Regions from separate parts of the Mus musculus genome. Here region 1 is linked to region 2. A link is a contact called in public promoter capture Hi-C data. All regions are on one chromosome and are shown on one strand. The core of a region is the stretch at or near the end of the contact, and the rest is flanking DNA. Distances in the headings are between cores, read along the strand shown. Region 1 holds the start of Ptprs (protein tyrosine phosphatase, receptor type, S). Region 2 holds the start of Ticam1 (toll-like receptor adaptor molecule 1).

The links. Promoter capture Hi-C pulls out the DNA fragments that hold promoters and counts their contacts.
Region 1: a contact with region 2 is called in a promoter capture Hi-C map of embryonic stem cells. The contact joins the promoter of Ptprs here to the promoter of Ticam1 in region 2. A contact is called at or near these places in 14 of 39 promoter capture datasets (the 3T3-L1 cell line, the C10 cell line, the HPC-7 cell line and 8 more), 1 of 15 datasets of contacts at CTCF or cohesin (CD8 T cells), 7 of 484 Hi-C or Micro-C datasets (CD4 T cells, cerebellum, cortical neurons and 3 more), 5 of 115 datasets of contacts at active chromatin or transcription factors (bone marrow-derived dendritic cells, bone marrow-derived macrophages, embryonic stem cells and 1 more) and 3 of 9 other capture datasets (adipose tissue, liver and pancreatic islet).

What each region holds. Positions count from the first base shown.
Region 1 is chr17:56,473,638-56,480,049 of GRCm38.p6, forward strand. Ptprs (protein tyrosine phosphatase, receptor type, S) reads right to left here and starts at 2,843. Exons shown (of 33, transcript NM_011218.2): 1 at 2,703-2,843. Gm32822 (a long non-coding RNA gene) reads left to right here. Exons shown (of 4, transcript XR_385656.4): 1 at 1-1,715; 2 at 2,579-4,694. It overlaps Gm9258 (a long non-coding RNA gene), which reads right to left and starts at 2,636. Exons shown (of 1, transcript XR_105855.2): 1 at 1,711-2,636.
Region 2 is chr17:56,272,034-56,278,853 of GRCm38.p6, forward strand. It overlaps Ticam1 (toll-like receptor adaptor molecule 1), which reads right to left and starts at 4,734. Exons shown (of 2, transcript NM_174989.5): 1 at 4,661-4,734; 2 at 1-184. The coding sequence starts at 60.

The DNA.
Region 1 (6,412 bases), core at 1,593-4,092, 200 kb after region 2:
CAGAGGAAGGGCGGCCTCCTCCTCACGAGGCTTCTAGTTTCTGGGACGTCAGGTGCAAGGGAGAGGAAGTGGCGGGGACCTTTCCTCATCCAAACGCTGGACCAGAGAGGACTAGAGATGAGCTCTGGGATGCACAGCAGACGGAGAACAGTCCTATCTTAGGCACATATCTCTCCCTCACGAGGGTCCTCGGTTGAGGGACACCCCAAAAAGGAAACCACAACCACGCAACATTCTACTATCCCAACCAGATTCCAAGACTCTCCCCTCCGGCTAAGTCACAAGCAGACGAGTGGGGCTCAGGACGACAGACAGGGCTCAGCGCTGCTAGGTGTCCCCCGACCCGGCGGGTTTATAAATATCTATCTTTATTTTTAGGCTTTTCCTCTGGCTCGCCCCCACCCCGAACTTTCTCGATGCTCCCTCCTTTCCCCCACGCGGCGGCTGAGACACAGGGAACAGGTGAGCGCGGGGCCAGCGCGACAGGGCCACGCGGCAGGTGGGGACATCAGCGAAGCCACAGGTCCGCGGACACCGAGAGACACACAGAGTCAACGCAGCAGGGGAAACTGAGTCACCAAGAGGCACTTGGCCGCCTTTGAGTCCACGAGGGACACGAGGACACCCCGACTTCCTGGGGTAGAGACAAGGGCCCCAGAGGCTCTGAGACTAATCCAGTGTGCGGAGGGTCACGGCCACACTGCAGCGTGGGGACCGTGGATGTGGGGTCCCCTTCTGTGAACCTGCCACACACCAAGAGCCCCCAATCCCATGGGACCCGCGGACAGACCTCAGCCTTCCTGGCCACACCCGGTCGGCATCGCTGTCCCCTGCGGGCGCCGCCCCAAGACTGGCACCTGGCCACAGCCCCCCAATCCTCCGGGGACACGGATGTCACCCTCCAGGGCGCGATACCGGCCGCAGAGCTCGCCTGGAAGCCCGGGCTCCCGCGACGGTTCGTTCGCCCTGAGCCCAATTAGGAGGATGCTCAGGGCAATCTCAGTGGCGGGTGGCTGGTTTCCCCCGGGGGACTGGGGGTGGGAGAGCCATCCCCAAGAAGAAATGCAATGTCATGGTGAGGGTGTGTCCCCCCCATACTCCTTGGGGCCCCACAAGGGACAGGACGGGAGTTTGTGGGTCTCTGGAGACCCAGGCGCGATGGGCAGGGAGACGGACCGGAGGCCAGGCACAGACATTATCTGGGACCTAAGTGTCCCCCCACTGTTCCGAGCTGGGGACTCTGAGGTTGGTCGGGGCGGGAAGCCGCCCCCAGCTCCAGCTGCCCGCCTGCAGCCGCCAAGAAATCAGCTGGCAGAAGGCAGGAGCAGGGACAGAAGGCAGCTGGAGATTGACAGGGGGAGGGACACAAAGAAAGGAGAAAAGACCGGGCAGGGGGGAGGGGAGTCTATGCAAATGGCAGCTCCCACTACCCGGCCTTTAATGAAGGAAGGAGTCGCAGCTGGCAAGAGAGGCCAGAGCCCGAGTAGGAGGGTCCCAGGCTAGCCCAGACAAAGCAGACGGCCGTTATCTGCACCATAGAGACAGCAGCACCCCCCGGGGGGTACAGAAGCCAGGACCCAGGATCCAGGTGCAGAAAGATGGGTGAACAGGATGTGTCCACCAATCTAACACCCTCGGGATCCCTCTTGCTCTGTAGAAGACTCTTTGGATCCCCGAGTGCCCATCCAGGCTTGGGACACCTCAGAGGTCTCCATGTGAGCACCAAGGACGGTTTATTGGGGGAGGGACATCCTTGCTCAGGTTGGAAAGTGAGCGTAAGGGAACCCCTGCCAGGCCAGGAGACACCCGGGGAAGTGACCGTTAGGAGGTTCTACTGGAGGGAGAGACGAGGTGAGGGGTGACCGGGAAGATGGGCGCTCACACCTGCTGCAGGTTTTCGGGGGCATATGGAGGCAGATTTGAGAGCAGGGAAAAGGGGTAACGCACAGGGATTTGGGGGGTGTGGCAATCAAAAGGATCCTCGCTCATAGTGGTGCTGGGGTTTGGGGGTGAAGAGGCTCCACGATGAGCAGAGAACTTGGCCCTGACCCAGCTCGCATTGCAACGGGGGTACCTGCTCTCGGACCCCATTTCCTTCTGCGCCCCAGTCCCCGCCCCCGGTGACGTCACCACCCTCAGCCAGTCGGGGGGCTCTTGGGGTGTACCGGGGGCCTTAGGGCCGCAGGCTGGCTCCCCGGGGTTCCCCACAGGCCCCCGCATCGCGAGGATGAGGGTGGATGAGCAGTCCCAATCCCAAAGCTGGGGGAGGTCGGGGGTTGGGGGCGCCCGGACCGCAGAAGGGTGGAACCGAAGCCCCAGGTGATCTGAGGCGCCTGGCCCGGTCTGCAGCTCCAGACGCTGACACCGCGCACCGCACACCGCGTCCCCGCCCGGCTGGTGCAGTCGGTGACCCTGGGTACGGGCCAAGTCGCCCGCGCGCGTCCTCATCCCTCCTGGACCCTGTCTCTACCGGTTCCCGTTTCTGTGGGTCTCTGTCCCTCCGGGTCCACAACCCTCGCGGTCCCCATTTCTCCAGCTCCATCCCTCCAGGTCCTCCACATCCCTCTCCTTCTTGCAGAATCCGATTACGGCTGCAGCCCGGACCCCCTTCGGAGCACAAAGGCGGAGAAGCTTGGAAGCACAAAGCCGGCGCCGCCCACCCCGCCCCCTGTGTCCCCCGTGCGCCCCGTGCACCCCGGTACCTGCGGGCTCCGCATGCTGCTCCCGGCACCGGGTCGGCCCGGGCTCCGGCGGCTCCGCGTGTGCGCGCGGCCCGAGCTGCCTGGCGGGCGGGGCAAAACCCCACTGCGGCTCGCGCGCCCCCAGCCGGTGACGTCACCCCTTCCGCCGCCGCGGCCCTGGGGCCTGGCCGTGTACAGTACTGCGCCTGCGCGCAGATGCCTGCCCAGTGAGGAGGCGCTGCTGGGTCACGTGCTTCAGGAGCCTGTAGAAGGCCCGGGGAGCACGTGGGACGTGGGACACGTGGCCCGGCCTGTCTCCTCTGGATTCCTTTTAAACTCAAGTTCTGTTGTAGCCCATGCTGGCCTCAAGTTACACTGAGGATGACCTGAGCCTCCTGCCTGTCTCCCCACTCTGCTTTCTTTGGCCAAAATATCCTTTCCCTAAAATCTTTCCCATCAAGCCCGCCTTGCTGGCTGAAGAGGCTGAAGCAGGAGGACGTCGTTTTTGAACAGCCTGGGATAACAATGAATTCGAGACCAGCTTGGGAAAAGGAGGATGAGCTGGGCATTAAAAAAAATTTTTTAAAAGTGGGGGTGGGGCTCAAAATGGCTCGGCAAATAGAGGTGTTTGCAGCCCAAGCCAGAGAACCTGACTTCAATCCCCAAAGTCCCATAGTGGAAGGAGGAATCTGACTCCTATGGCGCTGACCTCCACATGTATGCACACACCCATGTCCACTGAGTTACTAGACATGCCAAACAGATGAAATGCAGCAAAAGACTGAAAAACACCTTAAAGAAAAGAGTAGTCACAGGCATGGGGTGCGAAACTTTTAGACAGCAGCAGGAGAATTGCTGCAAGTGTGAGTCGAGTGTGGACTGCACCTGAGACCCTGCCTCAAATAACGAAACGATTTTGTTTTACAGTCTGGGTTTTTTTCCCCTCTGGAATTCATTCATTCCGGCCCAGAGCTGGAGACATGAGCAAGAGCCTGGAGCCGAAGAGTCCGGGCGGAAGGACTGGGTCATAAACGGGGAAGAGTGCCATGAATAATTGACAAGGAGCCTAAATTAAGAACAGGGCTTCCCAGAGCCTGCACCGCGGCCAGTTTAGCAGAGACGGCTTTGTCCTCTTGCCTGACTGGGGTGACCCTGATTGACGTACGTGGTGCTAGTCGAGATTGGAGCACGTAGAAGGTGCCGGAGGTTTGCATAGTGTTCAGGGGCCCTTAGTGTAGTTTCTCTCATGCACAGCAGGTACTTGAAGTTTGGGTACTCTGTGGAGATGTCCACATCCTTGCATAGTCCCTGCAGGTGTATGGCACTGTTGGCTGCACACAGTGTGTACTCATATATTATGGAGCTGGGTGCTGGCAGGACTGGCCATGCCAGAGCAGACTGGCCATCCATCAGGGAGGGAACCAGGCCTTGCCTTGTTTGTCCGAACTGAGTAACCGCTTCTGCCCCCTGGGTCCTCGTGAGCAGCGAAGGGGAACATGTAAACCGCGGGTCTGAGAGTCTGGAAGCTTCCAGTGGCCATTCATCCCCTCTCAGATCCCCGCTGTGTTAAATGCCATTTACACAGAAGTAACAAAACAGAACAATCGGCCTGCAGCTGACAGAGCATAGACAGGCAACAATATATCAACCCAAAGCCGGTTATGTGTTCAGCCACTTAGGGCGGCCATCGCTACCTCTGCTTCAGTCACAGCAGACTCCTGCTCCTCCTTTGCCCCTACTCCTCCCACACAGGTTCCGGCCTGCCCCAGGGCCCTGGTACATGCTGGTCCTCAGCCTAGTGAGATGTTCCTTTCGCTGCTCAGAGACGACCATTCCCAGAACCACTTCCTGGCAGACTGTTCCCAATATTGTGCTGAAGAGGTATTCTCACAGTCAGAAATGCTATGACCCTCCGTTTGCTTCTCATGACGCAGGCTCCTTGCTCGGGTTGTGCCTCGATGTCCTGTCTCTGTGTGGCAACAGCTGATGACTTAGGGCTGTAGGAAGAGTGAGGTGAGTCATCCTACCAATCACCGCAATTGGTGGAGCCTAGAATTCCCCAAGAGAGGCTTGGGGGCGTGGCTCAGGCCGCAAGGTCGGGGTCACCGCTTAACTTTGCACAATGATTTCAGCATATTCTAACTGTTGTTGCACCCAGCCCCCTAAGGGGAGGTACTGAGCAGTGACCATATTTGAGCAGACCAGCAGAACCGGTCTTCTCTGAGGGGGCTGTGTTGGATCCAGGGCGGGACCCAGTGGGCTCTAAACTTCTGGTTTTTCTGCCCAGCCTGGCACACACACGGAGGGCAGTATGACTCATTGTTGGGTGAAAAGTTCGCTCTGGAACATTCCTTCCCTCCTGAGTCTGTGGGGCTCGAGGGGCTCTCCCCAGATGCCCACGCTCTTCTTGGCAACTTCCAGTACCTGGTTATTATTTCCTGTTTTTCTCTTCTCTCTCTCTCTCTCTCTCTCTCTCTCTCTCTCTCTCTCTCTCCTTTCTTTCTTTCTTTCTTTCTTTCTTTCTTTCTTTCTTTCTTTCTTTCAATTCCAGTGGAGTGCCCAGTGTTCACAAAAGGCTTCTTCTAGCCGATTAGGGATTCTGTGATTGGAGCTCATGCCGCCAGGAGGCAGAGACATGGGAATGAGGGGCTTAAGATCAACCTCGACTGTAGAATGAACTTAAGGTCAGCCTGAGGTAAAGAATTTTTTTTCCTCAATATAAACATACCAGAGTGGCTCGAGTGCCATCATAGGACAGAAACTCCAGCCCATGTCTACAATCACAATTCAAAGCCTTTGCTGTCATGGGTGACTGGTACAGGATGGGAAGGCCACAGTCTGTGATTCAAGGGTGCCCAGAAAGTGCAGCCCCAACACCCCTGTCACAGCAGGAGAAACTGAGGCTGCCAGACAAGAGGCATTGTGGGGCTCTGGGATATGTTTAGGATTTGTTTGTTTGATTGTTTGCAACAGAGTTACACTAAGCAAGGTTGACCTCAAATTTTCCACCTTCTTGTCTCATTTTCCTGAATGCTGAAATGACTGGTGTGCACCATCATACAAGCTCTGGGCTAAGCTTGCTCTCCATTGACAAACGCCTGTGTTGTTAGAAAAGGCCTGGGACGGGACAGAACCCAAGCAGGAGGAGCCCAGAAACCTTTGTGGCTGCAGCAGTTCCCGGGAGGAGGGAGCAGGAGGGGTGGGGCAGAGTGGGCTGCAGGAAGGGCTTGTGCTGTGGAGGAACGTGGGAGTTATGGAGGGCAATATGGAGAAAGCGGACCCTGTGTTCACTGCTGCCCTCTGGTGGTAGCTACAGTAGCTGGCACGTGAATGAGCTGCCTGCAACCCCAAAGCTGGACTCAATGATTACAGACAGTCTCTGTTCCACCCCACAACCCCCTATTCCTGGCACACTGTCCTCCAAGGATCTAGCTATGGTTGGTGTTCTGTGCAACAAAACAGGCACAGGGAGGTTAAAGACCAGTCTGGTGTCACATGGCATAGGCGGGAGTGGAAACCCAGTTTCTGTATGCTGGATAGAGTTTAGGGAAGCCTGGACGAGATGGGGGCTTGGTCTTGAGATGGGGTCCTCTTTGCCCTGGCATGAAAGGTTCCTGAGAAGAAGCAAGTGGAGTCCCCGAGCTCCTAGACTGACTGGACTTGCATGCTCCTGCTCCCGGGGCCCGAAGTCTTGCTCCTGGTGCATAGGGGCCGTGACAGGTTTGGGCCCC
Region 2 (6,820 bases), core at 3,484-5,983:
CCTTTCCAAGGCACCTAGAATGCCAAAGGCACCACGGAGCGAAGGCCCTGGGTTATCCATGGATGGGGGAGAATGAAGCCTGGAGCCACAGAGGGTGGGGTGGGTGGAGACATGTTCCGAACCGACAGCCTCCCACACAGCCTCGTCCCCTGCTGCAAAGATGCTGGAGGGCGGCAGCACAGACCTGCAGGAGTAGGAGTTCATCATGACTTTCCAGACAAGATGCTGCACCCATTCAACCCCAACCCTGGGAGGCAGAGGCAAGGGTCCCGGGCCTGTCAAATCAGGAAGAGGGCTGAGTCCATGGGGTAGAGTGCTGTTGGCTGAGCACTCATGGAGCACCAAGTTCCATGCCCAGCGCTGCATCTACAAGGTGTGGTGATGAGTGACTGCTCTTAATGAGTGGGTGAGTGGATGTGGCATAAACTGGCATACCCTCAGGTGGACAGTCACTTATTCCCAGCTCCCTGTTCACAGCTGAGAAGACCGCAGAGCATCTGCCAATCCTCGGGACCCTGACACCTCTCCTGCCTCCATAGGCAGGCTGGAATGGGGGGTCACTGCCTGCTCCGCTCAGGCAGGGACAGATGTGGCTGCTATGACCAGAGAGCCCTGGCATAGAGTGCGTGAAGGCCAGGGAAGCATCTAGCAGCCTACAATGCCCCAGAGAAAATGCCCAAGGCAGAGGACCCTGGGCTAAACCAGAAGTGGACAGGTCAGTCAGCTAACCCACAGACTTTGCACACAGATGACCTAAAGCCTTCAAAGACCTGATTTTGAGCAGCAGAGGTGGGGCCGGGCTCAGTGCCAAATTCATGAGAGCCAGGTAGGCAGAGGGAAGGGCCTTACAACCGTTGGCAGAGCAACAGTCACAGGTGGGAGTGGTAACAGCTGATGGCAGACCAGGAATGAGAGAGAGAGCTGAGAGAGAGGGTGACCACCTTCTCTGTGGCTGCTGGGAAATGGGGGCAATCAGGTGTGGCTATGCAGGCAGAGGCAGTGATAGTGGAGACAAAAGAAACAGAAAAATATAACCCTGGGCCAGAGAAAAATGGGTAATGTTTGCAGCGGGTCAGTGCTGCAGAACTAAGCCGGAAAGGGTCAAGAACTCCAAGGACTAAGGCTTGTGTTTATAGATCCCAGGGACACAAAAATGGAGAAGCCTGAGTGAAGGGTGCAGCTCATATAAAGGCCCTGGAGCAGAGGACACACACAGCCCTAGCAACCAAGTCCCAGTCCTGACTTCCCCACCACACCAAAACTCTACCCATTTCTAGGACACTCTACTTCCATTCTCACGTCCAGCCTTCTCACCCCGCACTTGTGCAGTCCCCTCATAGGCTGACCAGTTCTCCCACACCTACTGTGTCTGGCCACTTCGGCAGGAGATGCTGCTGACCTCTGTCAGAGCAACAGGAAATGAGAACAACCGTGTAAGGTCATTTCAAGAAATAAAAGTGCCCTGGAGGAAATGAGCCTGAGACGGAACCCGGGGTGAAGGATGCCTCAGGGAGGGCACCACAGAGTTGATCGCCCCTGAAGGTGAGTTCTTCCGGAGAGCACTCAGTGCAAAGGCCCTGGGACACAGGGCTCAGCCCCATGTACAGCAAGAGGATCCTGGCAAGCTGCAGTAGTGAGGAGGCCGGAGCAGAGGGAGGCAGGGCAGGAATGGCCAGGGCGGCCAGGGCCTGGTGGGCTGCAGGGAGGTGGGAGCCCAGGAAAGCTGTGGGCAGGTCACAGGGAGGAAACTTTCATCTATGCTCATGGGAACCCTTTGTGTGCTGTGGAGAGGATGGACTGTGGGGTGAGGGGGCACCAGTCAGAGGATACAGCATCGTTTGTCCCTCTCTTCTCTCTGACCTTACTGCGCTGTGACTGAAATGCACTGTCCTACCTCAGGACCTTTGCACGGCTGTCCCTCAGACAGCAATAGCAACCATTTGGGAACAAAACCTCAGTGCAGTAGCCCACTGGCCTCCCCAGTGGGCAACTCTCTCAACACACCTGCTGGAGTCATCTCTCAACTCTTCACAACCTCACACTAACTAATGTCCTCCTACCTGACCAATCTGGGGACTCCACAGGGGCAGGGCTCTGATACAACTGTCTATAGTTCCTGTATCTAGAGTGCCTGACACACAGTAGGTGCACAATAACTGCTCCACGAGGGTCGACAAGATGGCTGGGTGGATAAGGGTGCTTGAGAGGCTTCCACGTCTGAAGATCTGAGTTCAGTTCCTGAGACCCATGTGGTGGAAGAACAAAATGAAATAAAAATAAACCGATGGGCCTGGTAGTGCACGCCATTAATCCCAGCACTTAGCAGTGGAGGAGGCAGGAGGATCTCAGAGTTGAGGCCTCCCTGGTCTACAGAGTGAGTTCCCAGGGCTACATAGTGAGAACAATAGGAACAGGACAGTGCCTGGTACACAGCCAGTGCCTAATAAGTGCACACTGAGGTGTGGAGCTGCAGTTGACTTGACAGAGCGCTTGTCTGTCATACATGAGGCCCTGCATTCAGCTCCCAGCCAGGAAAGAGGATAGCAGCAGAGAGAGGAGAGAAAGAGAGCAGACAGGAGAGAGAAATGTTTATTGACACACTGAGCAGTGAATAGACAAAACAGAGCAGGACACACAGTACTTGTGTTTTATTTGCTTTTTTTGTCGCTAAGACAGGATTGGGCCTTGCACTATGTAGCCCAGCATAACCTTACACTTCTGATCCTCCTGCCTCCACCATGTATGGGCAGCAGCTTCCTCTTGTCCAAGCTATATCTGAAAAGCTGAGACAGAGGATTTCTTTCTTTCTTCTTTCTTTTTTTTTTTTTTTTAAAGATTTATTTATTTATTATATGTAAGTACACTGTAGCTATCTTCAGATACTCCAGAAGAGGGAGTCAGATCTCGTTACGGATGGTTGTGAGCCACCATGTGGTTGCTGGGATTTGAACTCCGGACCTTTGGAAGAGCAGTCAGGTGCTCTTACCCACTGAGCCATCTCACCAGCCCTCTTTCTTCTTTCTTGTTTTGTTTTTGGGTTTTTTTTTTTGGGGGGGGGTTGGTTTTTCAAGACAGGGTTTCTCTGTGTAGCCCAGGCTGTCCTGCACCTCGCTCTGTAGACCAGGCTGGCCTCAAACTCCAGGCTGGTGAGATGGCTCAGCGGATAAGAGCACCAACTGCTCTTCCGAAGGTCGTGAGTTCAAATCCCAGCAACCATATGGTGACTCACAACCATCTGTAACAAGATTTGACTCCCTTTTCTGGAATGTCTGAAGACAGCTATAGTGTACTTATATATAATAAATAAATCTTTAAAAAAAACAAACTCAGAGATCCACCCTCTTCTGCCTCCTGAGTGCTGGGATCAAAGGTATGTACAACCACTGCCCAACAACAGGAGGATTCTTGAACCCAAGAGATCAGGGTCCACTTAGGTAAGTTCCAGGTCAGCCTGGTCAGCATAGTGATACACCCTGTCTTAAGATACAAATAACACAGCTGGGCGTGGTGGCGCACGCCTTTAATCCCAGTACTCAGGAGGCAGAGGCAGGTAGATTTCTGAGTTCAAGGCTAGCCTGGTCTACAAAGTGAGTTCCAGGACAGCCAGGGCTACACAGAGAAACCCTGCCTCAAAAACCAAAAAAAAAAAAAAAAAAAAAAAAAGATACAAATAACACAAATGACACAAAAATAAAGGTAGTTATTTTTAAGAGAGAGGGAAGAGGAAAGGGGAGAGTAAGGAGAGAGAGAGAAAGAAGGAGGGAAGGAGAAGGGGAGGGGGAGGGGAGAGTTAGGAAGAGGGAGGAGATGTGCTCAGTGGGTAAAGCACTCATCCAGCATGCCAGTCTGGCAATGGTGGCTCAGGCCTTTAATCCTAGCACTTGGGAGGCAGAGGCAGGTGGATTTCGAGTTCAAGGCCAGCCTGGTCTACAGAGTGAGTTCCAGGACAGCCAGGGCTACACAGAGAAACCCTGTCTCAAAAAAAAAAAAAAAAAAAAAAGCATCCAGCATGCCTAAGAGACTGTGTGATATCCCCAGAACAGCAGAAACCAGGATGGGTGGATGGTGAGTGGATGGGGTAAATAGGCCTCTTTCTTTCTTCCCTGGCCTTCTCTCCCTGGCAGAACTTAGTCTCTGGCACAGGGGGGCCCTCCTCCAGGCTCTGCTGACTGTCAGCTCTGGAACTCAGGGACTTTGTACTGCCAGGGTGACCTTGCATGTATCCAGGGGCCGGAAATAGTTGACTGTAGAAGGTGCAGCAAGCCAGTCCCCACAGGTAGTAGTAGATGGTGTCTGTGTTAGTCTGGGGCAGGAATTTTGACAGGGAACATTGAGGTAGAGAAAGCAGATCTGATCAGGAAATAGCGACAACGGGAGGGATTGAGGGTGGAGAGGGTTGAGGATTCGCTGTTGGGGCTGGAGAAGACCTGGGACTTAGAAGATCTAGCCATGGAGGTTGGGGGGGGGGGGGGGTAACTAGGAACTGAGCGAGCACCCAGGGTCACAGGGCTGGTTTGGGAGTTAGGAGTTGGATTGCGGATCTGAGTATCCATGGGAAAGAACTTGAGGAACCTGGCAGCCTGCAGGTGGCCGGCCCAGCATCTATTCCCGACCCTATGCCCGCCGGCCCGCCGTCCTGTTCCCTCTGCCTTCATCCTACCTGGCTGTAGGGGTCTTGAGCTGGTAGATCTCCCGGTCCCTGGTGGCTGCTGGAGGAGGAGGAGAGAGAAGGGAGGAGGGAGCGTTCGGTTCCGCCCCTTCCTCCCTTCCGGGTCTGGGGGGGGGGGTAGGGGGGGGATGAAGTCAGCGTGTAATCTTATCTAGCTGAGCCAAGCCCTGCCCTCCCGCCCAGTGTCCTGGCGCCACGTGGAACTAGGCAGGACTTGTACTTTGTGAGGCCAGAGCTGGGGAAAGGAAGAAGGAACCCTCCGCCCACAGAGAACTTTAAGCTGTTAGCCAAAGAGCTCAGCTAGTGACATACTCTGGGGATTCGCAAAGCACCATGTGGCTAAGTGCACTGGGAACCTGATGACTCACACTTGTCAGTCCAGCATCACACAGAAAACTAAAGCAGAGAGATTGCCCAGAGTTCCAAGGAAGCCTGACCCACAGAGTGAGACCTCCATCTCAAAAATAAGTTCATACAAGATAAGTAAACAGAAGTGCTGGAGGCCACAAGGTTTTATACAACTGTTAGGTTGTAAATATTTTTAATTCTTTACTTGATTTTACTTGGTGTTGTGTGTATGTATGTGCATGCAGGCATGTATGAATGTAGGTCAAAGAACCGCAAGTACCATTACTTGCTGAGCCGTCACAGAGACACAACACAAAGATTTGTCGGAGATTTCTGGGTATTTACTTTTGAGAAACGGTCTGTGTATGCATACTGGGACTTGGGGCTATCCTCCTAGCTCAGCTAGATGGTGAGATTACAGGCATACTTTAAAGCTTTATTTATTTATTTTACGTATGAGTACACTCTGGCTCTCTTCAGATACACCAGAAGAGGGCATCAGATCTCATTACAGTCGGTTGTGAGCCACATCTGATGGATGTGGTTGCTAGGGGTTGAACTCGGGGACCTCTGGAAGAGTAGCCAGTGCTCTTAGCCACTGAGCCATCTCTCCAGCCCTATGGCATGTTTTAAAACTGATAAAACTAAATTGTGAAAACAGAAAAGCAGCAGTTCCCAGAGGACTATGACTGGAAGATGAGGTGCACAAAGGAGAACCACCCCACCCTCTTGCTGGGGAGTCTAGGCAGGAGTATCTGCCTCATGCCACTGAACTCAATCTCTCCCAGACTCTGGACACTCATCTCCCCAAAGCAGGTAGCAGACGGACTTCTCCACATTTTCATGCTTACATATGCACACGTATTTGTGTAAGTTGGAGGTTGACATCAAGTGTTTGCTCTTGGTCACATCTTTAGGAGACAGTTTCCTGAGTCCAGCCATCTCAGAAACAAGTTCTATCTTGCTGGCAGGGTCAAGACTGAGTTCATGTTCCCAGGCCCCAGAATACAACTCCTATCCTGCTTCTTAGATCTTTCATGTTTGTCTGTTAGCCAGTGAAGGCTGTAAGGAAGGAAGATGCTGTTCTCCAGTTATCCAAACTAAAGCACACAAGTCGTTAGTGTGTCCCTGCCTTGATTTAACTGACTACTGCGGCTCACCCACTCCTTTGGTCCTTCACCACACTAGATTCCAGGTCAGAGTCCAGGAGGGGACTAGGCTGTAAAAGCTGACTCAAGGACCCTGAAACCAGGTGACCCAGATAAGACCTAGTCACCAGTGTTAAGTCCTTGTTTAACCCTTTGTGTCAAGATATGATTGGTCAGTACCCAGGTCCCCTTCGCTTTGTGTTCCCATCCTATAAAAAGCGTCGTGCAGTCTCTCATCAGGGTTCAGATCCCCAACTGGCCACCTCCCTGCCAGTGCAGAAAATAAAGCTTTTATTTTTTAAGCTTCTGTCTCTGAAGTAAGTTTTCTCAGTTTCTACCGCAAACCAAACAACTCCAAGCACTTTACCACAGCAGGCAGCTCTCCTGCCCCGAGTTTTGCTGTTTTGAAACATAGTCTCAAAGTAGCCCAGGTTAGTTTCAAACTTACTAGGTAGTCAAGGATGACCCTGAACTCCAGATCTTCTTGTCCCCACCTTCCCTGAGATCAAGGGGAACAGACTGTGGGCATATTTGGCAGGCTCAGCTTGTCACACTGACCCTTCTCCATACATCACAGAGACGGAGGGAAAATAGGCAGCAGGCCCTTCCTGCTGTCCCCACAGGGTCACAAGTGATCACGTCCAACATTCAAAGT